Linked DNA regions of Callithrix jacchus: region 2 is linked to region 1. Evidence: chromatin contacts called from public Hi-C data. All regions are on one chromosome and are shown on one strand. The core of a region is the stretch at or near the end of the contact, and the rest is flanking DNA. Distances in the headings are between cores, read along the strand shown. Region 1 overlaps RREB1 (ras responsive element binding protein 1). Region 2 has its middle 160 kb from the start of RREB1.

Region 1 (4,539 bases), core at 285-2,784:
TATAATAATCTGTTCTCGGTAGAGCTAGTCTTCATGACAGTCCTGTGAGGGTGATGTCATCCACTTGTTGCCGTGAGGAAATTGAAGTTTACTTAAGGACCTAAGCAACTTGACTACAGCCATATAGGGAATAAGAGATGGAGCTACTGTTCCAAGCCAGGGTCAGGTTCTGTGCGGCTGTCCTGCCCCCGTCAGGGTGTGTGTGCCCCGGATGTCCTCTGTGTGAAGGCAGAAGGCGGGCAGAGTGCACTTCCATGCCTCCCTGTGTTCCCACATGTGCACATGCAGAAGATTGGGAAGTAGTTTGAGATAAGGGGAGACACTGCTGTGGATCAGAATGTCACTAACTAATTTGAGACTTAATGATTACAGAATCGTGTTAGCCACATGCATAGACAGTGTATGAAGATTGGTGCCCATTGAACTTCATTACCTTTTTTGCTGTGCTTCACTCTCAGCTTCCAGGGATGCTCAGCATCACCACCACTAAATCATATTATATCGAGCACTTCACTACATCCAGTGTCATGTTAGAGCATTTTTCATTCATCAAGCATTAGAGCTGAAAGCAGCCTAGGAAGTCATCTGATGGGCCCCCTTTCCCCATCAGATGTTTTTCCTGGTAGGCAGCTCTGCTGTCACTCAGAGCCACATGGATCCTTGGCTGCCTAGGCTTCTATGAGATGCTCTCTCCAAAACTGAAAAAAGCCTTAAGTGTACACGTTAAACATTGACTCTGCAGCCACCCTGCCAACAAAGGTGTTATTCAGGGAAGATATTTTATGGGGTATTTTTGTTTTTTTCTAATTTTTTAGTTTTGTAGAGACGAAGTCTCACTATGTTACCCAGGCTGATCTTCAACTCCTTGGCTTTGCAAAGTGCTGAGATCACAGGTGTGAGCCACCGTGCCTGGCCGTTTTGTGTTTTTGAGTGTAGTGTTAAAATCTAGCTGCATTCCAGCCAGAAGCATTGAGTAGCATCCGGTTTTGGACTGCATTTAAACAAACTGTCTACACCTTGAATGCTGGCCTCCTCCTACCCGCTTAGCAAATTACTATACTGTCTCTATTTTGTCTCAAACACATGTTCTCCAGTCCACCCAATCCTCAATGGGGCAGCAAGCAGCAGATCCGGTATTCATTGTCCAGTGAGGGGTGTATCTGCTGGCTGCTGGCAAAGAGCAAGTGGCCTCAACCTTTTCTTGTTCCCGGCTCAGGTTCCAGGAACCTGATGAGGAAGCTGGCGTAACTGTCATTTTTCATACCCCCTGGCACAGTGTTCACATGCACCTGCCTTTCCTCCTCCTCCCACTCCTCTCTAGCTCTCTCCCAGCCCATAGTTTCCTGCTGATGAGGACAGTTCCTGGTTCCTTACCTTTCTGTACCTAAATGTGCCACCTCATAGGAAACAAGAGTGCACTGTTCCTGCCTTTACCCCTTGGGAGCATCTCGTGTGTTTTTAGGCCACAGGTGGAGGAGAGGGTGCCAGAAAACACAGCCAGTCTGTTCCAGCCTCTCTGTCCTCATTTTCTTCCTCCTTCCCTTTGCTCTGGTTCCTTGTCCTGCATTGATGAGCTTGGGACTCTGGGATGTCCGTTCTGGGCTTCCTGGCTTGCTCACATTCTCACTGGTGCTTTGAGTGCCTTTTCTGAGCTGGGGGGCTTTCCCCCACACCCTCTCCTTCCTTCTCCTACCTGGCAGTGAGGGTCAGAATTTCAGTCGGTGCATCGTCCAAACCTGAACATGGAAAGCACCTGGGACACCACTTGTATTTGGCTACTTTTAGCTTTCTTAAAAGACAGCTTTGGCCATTTTTACCCAGTCCTGTGTACACTTCTGCCAAATACAGAGAGAAAATACCCAAAAAAAGATGCCTTCACAGGGGTAGAGGAACGATGGAGAGAAGCTGGGCGGCTTAGGCTGTCATCTTGTTAACAGAAAGAAAAGCAACTGTAAGGTTGTCTGTGCTAGTTAGACCCCACCTTTTTAACCTTCATTGTCTGAAAAATAAACAGAAGTATTTTCAGTTCTGTTTTCTTGATCATCTTGGTGGCCAAGGTCCTAGTCTCCTCTTCAAACTATTCTCACTGCTCACTCTTCTCTTGCCCCAATGCCCCTTTTCATTTCTTGACTGTTCTGGGAGAGTAAATACTGGCCAGTTTTTTGTTTTTGTTTTTTTGGGATTTTTTTTTTTTTTTTTTAAAGACAGGGTCTTGCTCTGTCACCCAGGCACCCCAGCTAGAGTACAGTGGTGTAATCACTCTTCACTGAGTTCAAATGATCCTCCTGCCTCAGCCCCCCCAAGTAGCTGGGACTACAAGTGCACACCACCATGCCTAGCTAATTTTTTACATTTTTTTGTAGAGACAGGGTCTCACTATGTTGCCTTGAAATCCTGGGCTCAAGCAATTCATCTCCCTTGGCCTCCCGAAGTTCTGGGATTATAGACATGAGCCACTCTGCCCAGCTGGCTGTTGGTTTAAATACTCATGTTGGGGCTCACCAAATGCTGTAGGTCCTGAGTGTGGAGGTAATTCCCTGTGGTTACAGGTGCTTTTACAAATACTCCTCCTAAAGCAGTCATTCATGGCAGCTACCAAATAAAATCATTTGCTACTTGCCATATAGATGACTGGCCAACAAGTGTTTTTGAAACCTGTGTTACTATAAAATACTAAAAAGGGCCCATGTTTTCCTGCATCCCTTCGATCCAGAGAGCCCACTGCTATTAAAAAGTCAGACTTAACACAGTGAAATGTGATCTTTTAATGACTCGTGTGAGTTATGTCATTTTGGGAACCTTCATAATTTGATGCAATACTTTGGCATCATGGATTGTTTTCTGAATTTAGCAGTAATAGGGACTTTCTCATGAGGACGTCAGCCTGGCAGTCCTAACCAATAGTAAAGGTGACACACTCACTAATGTGGAAATTACAGAGTAAACCATGGAGAAGCCGATCATTTTCTTTGAAATTAAGATTCCTGTCATAGTAGCTTCTTGTTTTCCTCTTCTCAATCTGGCCAGACTCAGAAGCAGGAATGTTGTCTTTTGACAATAAAATGTTAAAAGTACTTCATTTTTACTTGAAATTATTAGATACTTTGCTCAATTTTAAATGAAAAACAAGAAGTAATTTTTTTCATTTTATTTTATTTTTGAGTCAGTCTCTCTGTTGCCCAGGCTAGAGTACAGTGGCAGTCTCTACTCACTACATATCTGCATCCCAGGCTCAAGCGATCCTTGCATCTCAGCCTCCCAAGTAGCTAGGATTACAGGTGTGTACCACCACGCCTCGCTAATGTTTATATTTTTAGTAGAGATGGGTTTTCACCGTGTTGGCCAGGCTGGTCTTGAACTCCTGGCCTCAAGTGATCTGCCTACCTTGGCCTCCCACAATGTTGGGATTACAGGCATGAGCCAGCATGCATGACGGCAAGAAGTAATTTGGAAGGTGCACCATAAACACTGTAAATACAGCTATTCATACTTTTTTAAAAATGTGAATGTTTTAAAAGTAAATTTAGCAGAAAACACCTATAGAATGAAATGAGACCCTGAAAGCAGTCAGTGGGTTCTCCATTTCTGTTTAGGGTGCCTTGTGGAGCTCCTCAGAAGCACACAGGCTGGGATGGGTTTCTGGGTTTCTGATTCTGCCCTTTGTGGTCTTTGATTGTTGCAAGCATCTTTTTTGTTAAAAGCTCACAAGGAGATTTGTAAGCATCGTCTAAAAGGGCCTTTCAGCTCAGGAGGGAATCAATGTCCCCTATCTCTGATTATTACTCCTGATGTGAAATTGTGGCCATGCTGTCATGGGGGCAGGGCCAGGTCCACACCTTCAGGCTCTGTACGAATGGCGCCCCCTAGAGTCATATGACACAGCAGTGCCTGTCAAGGCTAGTCCTTCCTTCCCCTGGGAAAACACATGACCCTTTCTGACTGGTCTCCAGGTGCCAGGCCCTTGCTGTGCATTTGCAGGGGGGTGCATGGCCTTGGGCACCTGCACTAGTTCAGACTTCTATGGACATTAAACGAACACCGGAGGCCCCTGTGATCTGTGCTTCCAGGGAGCTGTGTTTAATTGTGGCAATCCCAAGGTTATGAGACAAAAAGTACTGGGCCCCAGCTCTAAAGTCATGTTGGTTAATACATAAAACCTTTTACCCTGTAACATTAGCAACTGGGACCTTGGACTCTAGCAACTTGGGAGAAAGGGAAGAATTCAGTGATACACAAATGATGCACCACTGACTTCCATCTCCTGAAGGCTCCTGATCCCTTCCCTGTTGCTCTTTTTCTCCTCATCTGTTTTCCCTTGTGCTTTCTTTCTCCCTCACATACATCGACACAAACTTAGGACAAGTTGCAGAGGAGCCTGGATTGCATTTTGAAACATGATGTTTATAGCATAGAGGAATCAAAGTAAAAGGATAGGGTAGGCAGACTGAAGCAGGAGGGGACTGTGCCTCTCACAGTGGCTCACCTATCTGCATTTGGGATGGGTCTAGCGGTGAGGCAGGGCTGTCAGTGTGTCCTCTT
Region 2 (4,902 bases), core at 1,316-3,815, 350 kb before region 1:
AGGGCTGGGCTTCCAGGTAGAGACCAGACAGAGGTCACTGTGGTCCAATGGGCTGAGCCATAATTAGGAACTCAGTTGTTCTTTGTTTAAATCCAGCTGAGGCATCCAACCTTGTGTGACCTTGAACCAAACAGAATTCTTAGGATGCAACCTGCTTTACAAGATGAGAAAGACACGAGTAAGAATGTCAGCAGACTCTGGAAGGTAAGGGAACAATCCTGATAACGCCCAGCGCTCACACCATGCCCTTCCTCCGAGGCGGGCTCTTAAGTACCATCTGGCTTGTCCTTGAAATCATCCTTGGGAAGGCAGGGAGAGGAAGGACCATTATCTCCATTTTACAGAACCAGGCCCTGAAAGAAAACAATGACCCACACAGTGGGTCATGCTGGCGTTAGACTCAAGGCTGCATCAGTGTTGGCCCTGACCCATTTCTTCTACCCTATGGAGGACCAGTTATCTCCTTAGCCCAGAGGCCCCAGTGACTCCAAGGAAGGTCTGGAGGGAGACACTCTTTGCTTTTAGGTCTAAAAAGGGGAGAGGAAACAAGAGACCAGGGGACAAAGGAAAAAGGGAAGGGAGGAAAGCAGAGATAAAGATGGGACATGGGAAGGGGCAGGGTGGGCACTAACAGGTCGCCAGGACTCCTAATGACAGCATGTGTGAGAACCCGGCTTGGCAAGCTCAGTTTACCAGCCTTAAAGGCTTTGATGCCCTTCCATCATCACCCAGCATTACTGGAAATTCACTAGGGTTATACGTTCAGAATACAGAGCCACTCCCCTTCATTTCTGAGCAGGGGTAGCTCCCATATCTGCCAGCCTTTTTCCTCCCCTCAGGGCCCAGTTTACGACACTCGAATGTTTTGTTCCCTGTTGTAAGGTGCTATTGTGTAAGGTGGGAGAACAGATAGATACTCCTGTGGGTGTGCTAGAGCTGAAACGCCTTTATCTAAATCTGAGCAACGGGTGCTTTCACACACAGGGAGAGTGGTTTCTGTTATCTTCCTGTAGGGCTGCGAGGGTCCTTGCCTTTCCGCCCACAGCAACATATCTGGGCCCATGTCGAAGGCAAGCCCTCACCACACTTGGGCTGCTGTCATTTACCAAGCACGTCAAAGGTTGGGAAAGCCGTGACTAACGAGTCTAGCTTGTGCAAGACTCATCCTCTTGCCTCTCTCTCACCATCACATTCCCAGCTGCAGTAAAGAGGAGGACTCTGGCTGGGTCTTTGGCTAAGATGACACATGGCAGCCCCGCTTGCTGAAACGTCGTGACTCTTACCCCTCATCGGAAGATGCGCACAAACTCCACTTTGGCTAGTTTGCAGTGATCCAGAAAGTAGATCTTTATAACAGAAAAGCTTCCTGGACTGCAGGCAGAGCTGTCGCACGGCATCCAGGCCATAATTCTGATTGTCCCCTGTAAATCGGGACACACTCCTCAGCCTGCCCACCTTGCTGTTTGCCATCACAGAAATGCACTCGAGTAGCTCACCTACGTTGTTACAGATAAACCACAGGCCACGCTTGTAGCACTCCTCTCGGGGTGTGAAGGGGAAGTGACATTTATTCCTTGATTAATGTTGTCTCTCTCTGTCCCCAGAGTCAGTAAACAAACAAGCTGTCCTTGGAGCAAGCAAGTGCCTCCCTTTCGGTATGTCCCCCTCTCTGAGCGGCAGCCCTGCACTGAAGCCAATAGTCGTCCCTCAGCCGTGTACAGGACAGGCATTCTTGGACCTCAGAGTCCTGCTGTAGCATTTTGAGGGCGCCAAGTTATTGATGGGGACAGGTGCTCATAATTCAGCATAACCCACCCAAGCCATATTTCACTTTTTCTGGAAACCTCTTGATTTAGGAATGAAAGCCCCTGGCTCCTCCTGGGCTGGGCTGGCCAGTAAACCTCTCAGTCTGAGTTTGCTGAGGTGGGTTGCTAAATTTAAGTGCCAGTTTCCACACCATGTGATGGTGTGTGACAGGCCAGCTCACCCTGCGAGTTAGCCAAGGGGTTTTAAATAAATGCTTTCTAACGGAAAGGATGATAAAGATTCCTGTTATTCACCAGTGAGCCTGGAGACCGGACTGGTCCGGTTTTTACAACTGAGCCACAGCGGTGTTGATCTCATGAGCCTTGTCACTACTTCCCACTGTGGCTTGACTAGGACAGCCTTAAGGGGCCTGCAGAAAGCTGCAGCTGGGTAGTCAGGAGACCTTTGCCAGCCCGGTCTGTCCAAGGTTGCTGTGACCTTGGAAGGCAAATAGCTCTGTGGGCCAGCGTCAGCCTCTGCGTCTGCAAAGTGGCATGCGTAGCAGGTAATGCTTGGAGCTTTCAGGAAGCACATTACAGATATGCAAAGGCATTGCTGTTGGTGAAACGTCCGCAAACATCAGGCAACTAGCCACTGAAAGCGGCGTTTTTCTTGCTCTTATCCTTTAAAATACCAGTGGAGACAAACTGATGCTGCTATTTGTATTTTCCTCGACAATTTCCTTACGAAGCCCTGTAATCACTGAATGCTCACTCAGTCTTCCTTCAGAAGTGTTTCAACGTGTGACCTGAGACACAGCAGCATCAGCCTCAGCTGGGTGTTTGTGAGAACTGCAGCATCTTGGCCTTTCCTGCTGAATCAGAACGTGCTGCTTCAAACGCTCCCAGGTGACTCGTCTGTAGTCAATGCTGGGAAGCACTGGTCTACAGTCATGTTTCTCAAGCTTGAATGCACATCTGAATCCCCCAGAAGGCTTGCTAAAACCTTGCTGGGCCCCACCCCCACGTTTCTGATTCAGTAGGTTTGGGTCGGGGTCTGCGAACTTGCATTTCTAGAAAGTTCCCTGGTGATGGTGATGCCGCTGGTCCAGGACCACACTTTGAGAACTTCTGGTCTTTCTCGAGCAGCTGTTTAGTGATACCTTCATTCCCAGGTCACTAAGGGTGAATAACAGCTCTCATTATATATGCTGGCTTTCTCAATCCCCAGAATTACTGGGGTCTCCTTTTAATATGTCTTCATTTCTTTCTCTTTAATCATTCTTGATCCCACCTGTGATTTCAGTATTTGTTTCTTTATCTGTCTTTCATTGGGAAGCTGTAGACACAGAAAACCAGACAGCTCTGTGCTGTGCAAAAATGGATTTCACGAAAATCCTACTTTTTTTCCCCCATGTAGTTGTTCTAAAATTCCACTTGTTTTTTGTTTGTTTGAGATGGAGTCTCTCTCTGTTGCCCAGCCTGGCGTGCAGTGGTGCAATCTCTGCTCACTGCAACTGCCACATCCCAGGTTCAAGCAATTCTCCTGCCTCAGCCCCCTGAGTAGATGGGATTACAAGCACCTGCCACGACACCCAGCTAATTTTTGTATTTTTAGTAGAGACAGGGTTTTGCCATGTTGGCCAGGCTGGTCTCGAACTGCCTGGTGATCTGCCCACCTCGTTCTCTGAAAATGCTGGGATTACAGGCATGAGCCACCATGCCAGGCCCAAATTCCACTTTTCTTTTCAACTAGAGTCATACTGCTGGCCCATAAGGAGCTTGTGACAATGTGACTACTGCAGGATAACCAAACCGATTTGCTGCAGTACCATTTTTATTATTATGTTTAAGCCACACAAGCAATATAGTGACACATTTGATTAAAGCAGTCAACACTGGGCCAAGCCCAGTGGCTCATGCCTATAATCCCAGCACTTTGGGACACCAAGGTGGGTGGTTCACATGAGCCCAGGAGTTTGAGACCAGCCTGGGCAACATGGCAAAACCCCATCTCTACAATAAAATACAAAAATTAGCCTGGTGTGGTGGTGTACACCTGCGTTCTCAGCTACTTGGGAGGCTGAGGCTAGAGGATTGCTTAAACCTGTGAGGCGGAGGTTGCAGTAAGCTGAGTTTGTACCACTGCACTCCAGCCTGGGTGATAAAGCAAGACCCTGTCTCAAAAAATAAAAAAATCAACACTTGAGAATAGTAAATTAAACCCACACCCTCCCCATCGCCTAATCCACGCTCCTTCTCAGAGCTAATAAACATTGGCAGTTAGGTGTGTGCCTTCCATGCCTTTTTATATACCTACACATTTACATGAAGAAATATGTTTAGGATTTTTTAAAAATTACAAGTACTGTTAATAAAACTTCCTTTTATTAATAAACAATATTTTTCAGAAATTATTTAATATCAATAAATGGACTACATTCTTTTTAAGGCTGCAAGCCAGCTGGATATGGTGGCTTGGTAGCTTGGGAGGCTGAGGCGGGAGGATTATTGAGGCCAGGAGTTTGAGACCTGCCTGGGCAACATAGAAAGACTCTATCTCTATAAAAAGTAAAAAAAAAAAATTGCCAGGCATGATTGTGCATGCCTATAGTCCCAGCTGCTCAGGAGGCTAAGATGGGAGGACTGCTTGAGCCTACAGGTTTGAGCTGACAGTGAGCTATGACCACACCACTGCACCCCAGCCTCAGCAACAGAGTGGGATCCTGTGTCTAAAAATAATAATAGTAATAATAAATACATACTTTTTTAAAAGGCTGTCAGAGGAAATGTAAGGAAAAGTAAAAAAGCTGTATGGCTATATTTTATATCATGGCCATACTATAGCCATTCCCCTATTGATGGCCACTTAAATTATTGCCAATAGTTTACCATTACCAGAAATATTAAATTAGTACTCTCATGAGGTTCAACTAAGAAGTTGGCCTCCAAAAAGGCTGTATCAATTTCCATTACTACCCCACACACACATGGAACATGCTTATTTCCCATGGAATCAACATGAATGCCCATCAATGAAAGATTGGATAAAGAAAATGTATATATACACCATGGAATACTATGCAGCCATTAAAGAGAATGAGATCATGTCTTTTGCGGGAACATGGATGGAGCTAGAGGTTATTATCTTCAGCGA

The links. Hi-C and Micro-C count contacts between places; a contact is called where the count stands out from the background.
Region 2: a Hi-C map of skeletal muscle shows a contact between it and region 1, with 5 times the contacts expected there. The contact joins two enhancer-like sites. A contact is called at or near these places in 2 of 3 Hi-C or Micro-C datasets (both in skeletal muscle).

Annotation. Positions count from the first base shown.
Region 1 is chr4:23,207,251-23,211,789 of calJac240_pri, reverse strand. All of the region lies in intron 10 of RREB1 (ras responsive element binding protein 1), which reads left to right. Among named protein-coding and RNA genes, the nearest start is that of SSR1, 75 kb to the right of the region's middle. Within about 2 kb of position 1,534, at least 3 of the 16 cell types and tissues checked have an H3K27ac peak or open chromatin away from gene starts, as enhancers often do. A contact at or near this core is called in skeletal muscle, where this site is marked.
Region 2 is chr4:23,557,329-23,562,230 of calJac240_pri, reverse strand. No RefSeq gene overlaps it. Among named protein-coding and RNA genes, the nearest start is that of RREB1, 160 kb to the right of the region's middle. Within about 2 kb of position 2,565, at least 2 of the 16 cell types and tissues checked have an H3K27ac peak or open chromatin away from gene starts, as enhancers often do. A contact at or near this core is called in skeletal muscle, where this site is marked.